Linked DNA regions of Triticum aestivum: region 2 is linked to region 1. The links are chromatin contacts, called in public Hi-C maps. All regions are on one chromosome and are shown on one strand. Each heading gives the region's core, a stretch centred on a gene start, on an enhancer-like site or on the middle of the called end of the contact. The rest is flanking DNA. Distances are from core to core; before and after follow the strand shown.

Region 1 (5,611 bases), core at 1,244-3,743:
GTGATGGATAAGTCTGAGGCGTTTGGTTTGAGGAATTGGTCAGTGAATGGACGTAACCCACTTTGAGGAATTGAATGGGTTGCTCCATATCACCATCTCATCTTTCATAAAAGAATAAGTCTAATACTAAACAAGGGATTGGGTCATACAATGATGGACCAGCCCATCCTGTGATGAGCTAATTCGTCAAACAATCACACAATCAATACCCTCTGTGACCTGGCATTATAAGATACTCCCTCCGTTCACAATATAAGATGTTTTGAATATTTCAATATAGACTACATACAGACTGAAATGGGTGAATAAACACACTAAGACATGTCTATATACATCCGATTCACACAAAAGGTTAGAGCATCTTATGTTTGTGAACAGAGGGAGTATTTACTTGTCACGCTAGTGCATTTCGTTTTGTCTCCTAACAAAACAGTGTCTGGTATTTGAGTAACTGAGACCTCCGCTTCTTATAAGCCAGTGTAAGATAACACTAGACTTCTGGATCACCCCTACGGTGTCATTGCCTTGATATGGACATCAGAAGGTCATGTTGACGTTGACGCACTCTTCCTTAACCTGCGCAAAGAGCTCCGAGTTCAGATACCTCTCTGCACCACTGGAAAACATTGTCACAATCATCTTTCCCCTGTTCTCCTCTCTTGATGCAACCTGTCAGGAAGGGCATGAATCAGAGGACTGGATAAATAAGTGGATTTATATAGCCTTCACTGTACTATCTGCTAAAAAATAAAATCCTAGACTCTTGGGAAAAAAAGAGCTTGCCTTTAAGCAGGCAGCTGCATTTGCCCCTGAAGATATGCCAACAAGCAATCCTTCTTCCCTTGCCAATCTTCTAGCCATGTCCATAGCTTCTTGAGTAGTTACTGTTACAATTTCATCTATCTGGGATCTATCCAATATTTCTGGGACAAAACCAGGCCCTATTCCTAGGATGTTGTGGAAGGCTGGCTCGCCACCTACAGATCATAGGCAGGGAAGATCTTACTTATTTACAAGCAAAGAAAGGTAGCCAGGTTTATAACCAAACATGTATAGTAGGAATATCATTTATTCAATATATTTATCATAGTAGTAGTTTCTTGCCTGAAATCACTGGACTTTCAGCTGGTTCAACGCATATTAATTTTACAGATGGGTTCTTCGTCTTGAGATACCTCCCCACGCCTGTGATGGTGCCTCCTGAACCTGAAGCAGCTATAAATATGTCCACTTTGCCTGCTGTATCTTTCCATATCTCAGGTCCTAAGGACATTTAGTTCGATGCATTAGTGCTGAGGTTCAGTTTTTAGCCAGGAATCTTAAATAAAAATAAAGAGTAGAAATGTTGCATGGAAGTGTGATCCTGCAGAGGCCAACACCACATAGCAACATTTATTGCATATCATCCATCAATTTATTTCAACATCTTATAAGTTAGTCAGTCCGTAGTCTTCGACTGAGTTTTCCTTATAGTCAAACAATCTAAAGTTACTCAAACGCTACTGCTACTGCATCCAATTTAGTTCAAATATATTGTGTTACCACTTACCAGTCCATCTGAAGTGGGCATCGGGATTTGCAGGATTGGTGAATTGATCTAGAACATACACATCTTCCACATCCTTCTTCATCTGTTCTACCCTATCAAGTAAAGCTTTGAATCCATGCTGTACAGCATCTGCAGGAGACAAGCATGTTACCATCTGGCACGTGATATGAGGGGCATGGTACCTCAGCTCCTTACCAACTAATACCACTTCTACGCCAAGGTATCGCATCAGTATCTGCTTATCAAGCGAGAGTTTAGCAGGCATGAGGGCGATGAACTTGTATCCTTTCTGAGCAGCAATGAACGCCACGCCGATGCCAAGATTACCACTTGTGACCCCCAGCAGTGTTGTGATGCCAGGTGTGATCAAGCCTTTCTCCTCTGCATCTTCAATCAATCTGCAAATTTGTTCATCCATTCATATTGCTGTCGAGACTCATGACGTTACGTATGGTAGATTTGAGGTGAAGAATTTCTTCCTGGGAAGGAAAGTAAAAAAGAGCAGCCACCTGAGAGCACTCCGATCCTTCACAGAGGAAAGGGGCTGGTACGGCTCAATCTTCCCAATCAGCCGAGCACCTATGCTGTCTTTCTCAGTGATGTTTCTCAGTTCTATCAGTGGTGTCCAACCAATGAGCTGGAAGGCATAGAATTTACTTGCAGATTAAAGATAACAAGCTTTGTACAGTGAAGGAATAATGACTATATACAGAGAAAGTAGGCACCTGTGTGATGTTGGTGGCAATGCACTCCCCCTGCGAGGACAGCAGAGATGGTATCCCTTTCCTTCCTTCCTGTGGCTCCATTTCTCTGGTACTAACTCTGCAACAAATAAAACTACTAGAACTTAACAAGCTCGAATGTCTTGGACAAATGGATGAACAGAAGTATGAGGTACTCCAGCGTTCAATGATGTTATATAGCTGAGAAGTCCCATTCTGATGGTATACTACATGGATAAATTAATACTAAATTTGGAGGTTTCAGGGAAGTTTCCCTGAAACTTCCATCCAGATTTTTTTTAATTGAAGTCTGTTGACATATGACACTACATCAGTGTGCAGCATACCAATCAGATATCAAATTCAGAAACCACCGATTGGTTGGAAGCCTAGAACTTGGAACACAAGTTTCCCTGCATGCCAAGAAACCTCCTATGGGTTGGAAGCCTGGAACTTGGACCCCAAGTTTCCCTGCTTATAGAACAAGACAATCAACCATTATGCAGAGGGTAAGCAAATAATTTTAGAACACCGATAACGCCCACACGTGTGAGCGTTAAGGGATCTGGCCACACGTTTTTTATGGTGTCTAAGAGAATCAGCCCACACGTCTACGTGTGGGCAAAACAAGTAATGCCCACACGCCTCTTTTTTTGTCTCGCGGTCCCTCCCACACGCTTCCGTGTGGGCAAAATCGAAAAGGCCCACACGCCCGTACTCATGGTCCCGCATGCTTCACGTAACAGTCATCATGCGTCCTCGCAGTTGCCATGGTCCGGACCCTCTTCCATGTTCGTTTAACTGCAGTTGTCATGTTGCTGAGCTATAGTTGCCATGTCTGACAACTACAGTTGTCATGGTTGCTCAACTGCAGTTGCCATCTCAGGTCAAGTGCTGGATGCCATTTTTGGACAATTGCAGTTGTTGCCATGTATTGTCTGGTCTACTACAGTTGCTATGATTTGAAAAACTTTAGGGGTTGCCACCTACTAGCACTAGGCAGTTGCCATGTAGTACTATAAAAAAGGCATGTAAAAAAACATGTTCGGGTAAAGAGGGAGTTGCCATCTGCTTACAAGCAACTAGGGCAGTTGCCATGTACCCTGCAGAACACATGGCAACTCGAAGTAAAAAGTGAGAGTTGTCATCTGCTTACAAGCACGCTAGGACAGTTGCCATACACGCTGCAACACACATGGCAACTGACAGCTTTGGGTGTGGGAGAAGAGACGGGCGTGTGGGCGAACTGATAAACGCCCACACACCAGCCCTTTTGCATGCGTGAAAACTGGCTTGTGGGCGAACTGCTAAACGCCCACACCTCAGCCGCTCCGCATGGTGAAACGGGCATGTGGGTGACCGGATGAATGCCCACACACCAGCCCAGTCCTACCTGGCATAAAAAACCTGCTAGAACGCACCAGGATTCGTGCAGAAATGGTTGGACGAGGATCCATGCATGTAGGCGAGTTGCCAGAGGGCGTTAGTATTTCCGTAATTTTAATCTGAGCTGAACCATCGACCATCCTGCTGTATATATATGTTATTAAATACTCAAGGCAGTGATGGATTATTTCGCAATTTAGCAGGTCACAAAGTGCCAAATGTAGCCGTTGTTAGACTCTTGGTCTGTGACTTCGCTGCAAGTTGAGACGACTGGTTACGTATTCATGAACTGAAGATGCTGGGGTAATCAACACAGATTTGGCAAGCTTCCCTGCTCTCTTAAAAGATAATTAGTTAAGGTGTGTGCTATAAAACAACTCGCAGTTGTTTTGTTCATGGCCTTGCTATCAAACCTCCACTGTTTTAGTCAGTGTCTTTAAGAAACGTTTGTTTCTCACGTTCATGGTGTATCGTAGGAAATAAAACATTCATCAGAGCTTTTCTGTCTTTCATCTACATTGTTGTGCTTACAAGGAGGCTGATGCCTGGATTCTACATACGTACTGCACATAAAGTTATAATTTCTAGTAAATATAAAAAATCAAAGATAACCAACCATTGTAGTCAATTAAATCATTTGAATCTGTTTACCAAAGTATCATAAAAGTGACAATTGCATCGTGAGATCGTAGCCTAAAAAAAGCATTGTGAGATCTTAAGCATTTTTTTACCGAGTGGGCGACTACTCCTGTGTCACTTAATGCATGTGGCACCCAAGCTCGATGATGTGCCTTGACCTCGCGCCAACATAGATCAAGTAATTTGGTGGGCTCACCAAGCCACCCGCCAGCTAGTTGGGAGCACCAACCGGTCTAGCAGACCCACAACGCGCACCACATGTGCACGTTCTATACTCTGTCGCCGTCATCTTCCGCCGTTACATCTTCAGGAGTGACCCATGCACTAACCTTGCTAAACTCTTCTGCTGTCGGTGCTACCATGATGCCAGACAGTGCCATCCTCCTGCGCGCGCCCATCAACACACATCCAACACCAAGACCCCATTGTGCTATGTCGCCGAGACCGCCTGCCATCAATGTTGAAGATGCAACACCGCTCCACCTATTGTTCCCTCCAGCCAACACCTGCTCCAAAACGATGCCCCCAAGAGGAAGCACCGTACCGAAGATGTCGTCATCATCCGATCTGGGAGACCCATATCTAAGGTTTTCTCCGGAACATCCCGAACGTGGTGACGCAACATGCAACGATGATGCTTTAACAAGGAAACCACGTCGGAGACGTCGCCATCGTCTGCCATGACCTAAGTCGGCACGGTTTTCACTAGAAGTCGCTGCACTCCGATCTCATCGCTGACTGGATCCGCACGCAACCTCTTGCCATGTAGATGTACGCCTCCAAGCGCCCCACATCAGTCCCATCACTTGTCGCCGGCCGGCCGAAGCCACGCCGCGACGGATCTTACAGGGACGCCGGATCCATGGCCGCCGCCGCCGCCCATCACACAGCAGGGAAGCCCACCGGATCTCCCAGCCAGCCATGGGGTCGCCGGCTACCACCGCACAAGGCCACCCCGCCCGAGCCACCCCAGCCGCCTCATGGGGAGCCGCCGCAACCCTCCTGCCCTAGCACCTTTCACGCCGGGTGCCGCCGCCACCGCGGCCAACGCCGGCGGCAGGAACCTGCCGGAGAAGAGGGCTGGCGGCGCTAGGGTTTGACGCCCCTGGCGTCGCCCTGGGGTGGCGACGCCGGGGGTACATACGTGATAATTAGAAGTATGTCATTATGATTTCCTGTGGCACCCAAGTAACTGGAATAATTAAGCCAAGGAAAATTCAAAGACAAAAGGGGTACTTTATCATGGCATGGGAGACCTGAGATGATCACCTGGCATGATAAGTACTGGTTTGGCAAGAAAAAGGGCTCTTTCCAG
Region 2 (5,198 bases), core at 2,219-4,718, 770 kb after region 1:
AGTAGCTGATCAAGTTAACCAAAGGCATACGTAAAAAATGCAAGTAAAGGTCCATAACCTAATCCAATATACAACCCAATAGTAGAGGCATTAGTTCACAAATCTAACAACAACACAACAAAGGGAAAATGGTTAGCACTAGCTCAAGTATAGAAATTCACCAATTTAAAAGAGCCCAGCTTTAAATTTACCTAAACCCAAAAGCCAAGTGTTAATTATCAATTCCACTTGTCCATGCCAAGTCAACAGGAACATTTTTCATGAAAAAAATAAAGCCAACAATTATAGCCAAGTCACACGACAATAAGCGACCACTAGAGCAAACTTGCTAGAAGTGACACCCGGTAGCAACCCTTCTCAAGTATGGAGGTTAATACATGAGGGGATTAAAAAATTGACAATAAACTTACCACAAATGCATGGAAGCCCAAGTGGATCCCGAGGAACGACTCGCTACATCTGAATGCTTGTGTCCATGAGGACACACCCTTCGTTTGTTGGCGAGTTTTTGAAAGAGGAGCGTTCGGACTGGGACGGAGTAAAGCTGAACCATTTCTTTCTTCCTATTGATGTTGATATTATTCGCAACATTTCGATAAGCAGAAGACACTAGATGGACTTTTGGGTCTGTCACTTTGATTGTGAAGGAATTTTCTTAGTTTGCACATCATATCACATCTGGTGGGATCTAGGGATCACCGGGAGGCGTGGCTTGAACGGAGGGCCTCTGGCTCGACTCATGCCCAACAAGCAAAGATAAGGTACCAGAAAAGATCAAGCCTTCTCTTTAGGGATTAGCAAAGTGCTCATTGCCAACGACAAACGTACGATGTCACTCGAACATGGAGCCAGGTAACGGGCGCACATTGTATGGGGAGGACTCTTGGATGCACTCTCTAATCGTCTGCAACGTTGCATATTATGTGTGGGAGTTGGCAGATGAGTGTCTAGTAGAGCACATAAGTATGTCAGCTAAGCAGTACCCACACGACTTCATCAATACCACGATTGAGACCTTGAGAATAGAGGAACACGTGACGTGCTTCATTACCTTGTGGTCCATATTGTTTGCAAGATGTAAAGCTTTACATGAAGAGATCTACTAGCCCCCTTTGTCGGGTCATCCATTTGTCCAGAGCTACATAAATAACATGGAACTGGTAGAACATAATAGCAGGGAAGAAAGCTTTCTACACCAACGATGGTCGAGGAAAACTAGACTACCCCATTGATGGGAGTGATCAAAACTAAGGCCGATGCCGCGGTGGGGAAGAACCGACGAACCAACATACAGATTCAGTAGCTGTTGTTGTGAGAGATAGCAATGGAGCCTATAAAGGACCCTCACCACCTGTTTTTGAGGGGCAAATACAGCCAAAAATGCTTGAAGTCCTAGCTTGTAAACAAGCTCCATGCCTCAGTGTGGAGATTGTCGCTCAGAAGATTTTGGTAGCCAGTGATTGTCAAGGAGCAGTTAGATTTCCAAAGGAAGGAACTAAGTGTGCTTATGCCCATATCACACATGACACCGGAGAAGTTGCTCTCTTTTGTGAGTGTAGAGATCATCTTTGAAGGCCAATCGAGAAACACACTCTCTAACTCATAGATTCATCCAAGAGGTTGCATGTATGGCTAATCCACCCCCGAGGCAGTTCATCTCCTTGTAATCATAAACTTTAATTAAGGATGATGCTGATTTTTTTAAAAAAATGTGTGTTTGTATTTTTTTGAATTTCTCAAGTTTACAACTTCATCAGAGCATCTATGGTCGGACTTGAGAAATTCGGTCCCTCAAACGCCCGCCGACGTGACCGAGCGCGTCTGCAAGGACTAACCGGTCACACCTCATACTTTGTGCTATGCATCCGACTCTCTCATTTTTCATCCCCTAAATGCATATAAACCATGCAAAAAAAAATCTATGTACTATGCATATCATGTTAGCCTAACTACCGCTCGTCGTCGGAGATGTCCACGACGAAGGTGCCGAGCACCGGGTAGATGGGCGCGAAGGAGGCCTCCTCCTCCTCCTCATCCATATACTCAACCATGTCATCGGCTTCCGCGACGTTCTTTGCCTTCGCCTCGTGCAGACGACGTCGATTGGCCTCCTCCTCTGATTTCGACAGGAGGGAATCGAGGATCGCCTGTTGCTCCGCGTCCCCCACATCCTCCTCCTGCTCCTTCTGCTCGCCCTCCCCGTCCTCCTCCTACTCCTTCTGCTCGCCCTCCCCGTCCTCCTCCTCCTCCTCCTCCTCCAAGTCCTTCACTGGATCCACCGCATCCGAAGGTAGCCTTGCGGCGATCCGGGCTTCACACCTTGCCGAATCTTCTCAAGGAGCTGTAGTCGGCGCTCCGGCGTTAGGTATGGGTAGCTCCTTACCTGGAGGCATGGGGGCATGGCTACTAGTGGTGGCGGACGATGATTAGAAAGTGGCAGCGGCGGCGAGCGAGAGGGAGGAAATGTGGACGGGTAGGGTTTCGGTGCCGGCGATCGGCTTAAATAGCCAAGTTAGGGCACTATGCAGCTGCCAGAGCGGCGCCACGCTGTGCCATCCGTCCGACGAAGGAGGCGAGATTCAGACCATCGAGCTTCAGAGTATTTTCTTATGGGACCCCATATCCGTCCCATATTTAAACTAGATATGAGGGGTTCCAGTTAACCCGGGAGTTTGAGACCGGTTTGAGGTGCCCGTCTGGGATGTTTTTCTTTTACCGGTCACTGACCAGGCAGGCCGCCCGGGCGTTTGAGGCTGGCTTGGGGTGCTCGACTGTAGATGCTCTTAGTCAGAAAATTTGTTGACTTTCTCAAAGGTGCTCACCCTCCTCCTCCTTCTGCTCGCCCTCCCCCTCCTCCTCCTCCTCCTCCTCCAAGTCCTTCACTAGATCCACCGCGTCCGAAGGTAGCCTTGCGGCGATCCGGGCTTCACACCTTGCTGAATCTGCTCAAGGAGCTGCAGTCGGCGCTCCGATATTAGGTATGGGTAGCTCTTTACCTAGAGGCATGGGGGCATGGCTACTAGTGGTAGCGGACGACTGGAAAGTGGCAGCGGCGGCGGGCGGGCGGGAGGAAATGTGGACGAGTAGGGTTTCGGTGCCGGCGATCGGCTTAAATAGCCGAGTTATGGCACTACGCAGCCTGCCATAGCGGCGCCACGCTGTGCCATCTGTCCGACGTAGGAGACGAGATTCAGACCATCGAGTTTCGAAGTATTTTCATGTGGCCATATCCGTCCCATATTTAAGCTAGATATGAGGGGTTCCGGTTAAACAGGGAGTTTGAGGCCGGTTTGAGGCGCCCGTCTGGGATGTTTTTTTTACCGGCCAGGCAGGCAGCCCGGGCATTTGAGGCGGGCTTGGGTGCCCAACTGCAGATGCTCTTAGTCAGAAAATTTGCTGACTTTGTCAAAGGTGCTCACAAATGTAAGTTACATGTGCGTGTATACAAATACAAGTGTCTGCGTCTATTCTTACATTTGTGAAAAAGAAAAATTAAAGACGTAGCGGTGCTTAACCATGGAGTAAGCCCCGGGAGCGAGCCGGCACATGCGTTTGCAATTGCACACCAGCCACTCCAAGTGTACCTGACCTGAGGACAGGGACCCCGCTTCGCGAGGAGAGGAGATCACAAGGTTCAGACTTGAGATCCGGAATGGTAAGCTTCCCCGCCTCAAATCTCTTCTAGGGTTTTGCTTCCGCCCCCCTGACTCGGGAGATGCCGTTGGCGCGATGCAGGCGTCGATCTCGAGCCCGCTGCCGGTGGCCTGGTACCCCGCGCTAGCCGTCCTCACGGTCGCCGTCGGCCTCATGCTCACCGCCTCCTTCTTCATGTGCGTGAGCAACCAACCCCTGCCTCTCCTCTTCTTCTCTCCTCCGCTCCGCTCCGCTCGTGCTTGATTCGGGTACTTGGATGTGAATTGTTCAGTGACCCAGTGGCGATTGGTTCTCGAGTCGTCGACCTGCAAGTAGAGCCGCTTATTGGCTGTTAGGATGTAGTACTATCGGATGTACGAGTAGAAAACACCAACATATTACAGGGGCACTAGTAACACAGCTACACATTGGCACTTGCATTCTATAAGTTGCACAGTTAGTGTTCAGTGCAGATGCATCAATTCACTCTTGTTTGGTACATGTGCTTCTCGTGCTCGCGCCTACTAGTGGCAATTTGCTATTGGACCTCAGGGAAAATTTGTGTGCTGCCTACATGCGCTACTGTTGTTTGGTACATGTTTTATTCTCTCTTTTTACTGACGTTTCACAACTCAATTTGCGCGTGGGTTATCGGGTATATGTTTGCAGTTCCTTGGTTGTGAGGCGAAGCAACTTCGTTCTTCGTTCATGTTGAATTACAGAGGACCATTCATAGATATGGTTATATACTTATAGATTAGTCCGTTGACAAAAGACTACCCACCATTTTGTTGATTCTTTGATCTCTCTATATGCCAGTTATGAAGCGACCGTATCCACGCGCAGCCGAAGCTTAGCCAAGGAGCTCACCACCGCAGCTGTTGCTTCCGTTTTTCTGGTGAGCCCACTAAAATGCTGATTGTTTCATCAGTTCGTATGTAGAGCTGGTTGACATATTTACGAAATTTGCTTTGTTTGTTTCACAGGGTTTTGGATCTCTTTTTGTTCTCCTGGCAAGTGGTGTTTATGTCTGACAAGGGACTTGCAGCCTATACCTACATGGACATCCAAGAATTTCTCTAGGGGAAAGGACATCAAAGATTGAAAATTCGTGTTTACATGTAGTCTTGTATTTAGAAGTTTATTTCAGTTAACCCTCGCTTCTCATGTTACATGACATATTACTATCATAATACAAATACTGAATAGAAATATTGAGGTGCCTGTAGTTATTGCCTGCAAACTGAAGCAAAGTTAACTTTTATCAGTTTCGTACTGGTACTAACACCAGATTCATTCAGTGGAAGAACATTCTTTGATATTATAGGTGACCTACACATTCACACCCAAACCTTACTTGCTATATGTAATCTGGTCCAAAGTTCAATCCAAGCATGACCTGCATTATTTGTTCTGGCTTAAAGGATTCTGTAACCTGTGTGCATAACGTTGCTCACTAGCAGCATATGTGCACCAACACAATATAACAATAGTAGACAACAGATGAACCAACAAAACATTTCAAACAACTATTTGCACCACATTCAATTCAGTTTCAAACCACC

The links. Hi-C and Micro-C count contacts between places; a contact is called where the count stands out from the background.
Region 2: a Hi-C map of leaf shows a contact between it and region 1, with 5 times the contacts expected there. The contact joins the promoter of LOC123137030 here to the promoter of LOC123137025 in region 1. A contact is called at or near these places in 3 of 5 Hi-C or Micro-C datasets (all in leaf).

What each region holds. Positions count from the first base shown.
Region 1 is chr6B:304,951,898-304,957,508 of IWGSC CS RefSeq v2.1, forward strand. It overlaps LOC123137025 (cysteine synthase), which reads right to left and starts at 2,494. Exons shown (of 7, transcript XM_044556559.1): 1 at 2,275-2,494; 2 at 2,059-2,186; 3 at 1,745-1,947; 4 at 1,550-1,678; 5 at 1,105-1,263; 6 at 784-977; 7 at 108-669. The coding sequence starts at 2,355. The coding sequence ends at 538.
Region 2 is chr6B:305,721,549-305,726,746 of IWGSC CS RefSeq v2.1, forward strand. It overlaps LOC123137030 (transmembrane protein 258), which reads left to right and starts at 3,469. Exons shown (of 4, transcript XM_044556567.1): 1 at 3,469-3,655; 2 at 3,736-3,830; 3 at 4,453-4,531; 4 at 4,620-4,845. The coding sequence starts at 3,653. The coding sequence ends at 4,667. It overlaps LOC123137029, which reads right to left. Exons shown (of 8, transcript XM_044556565.1): 8 at 5,182-5,198.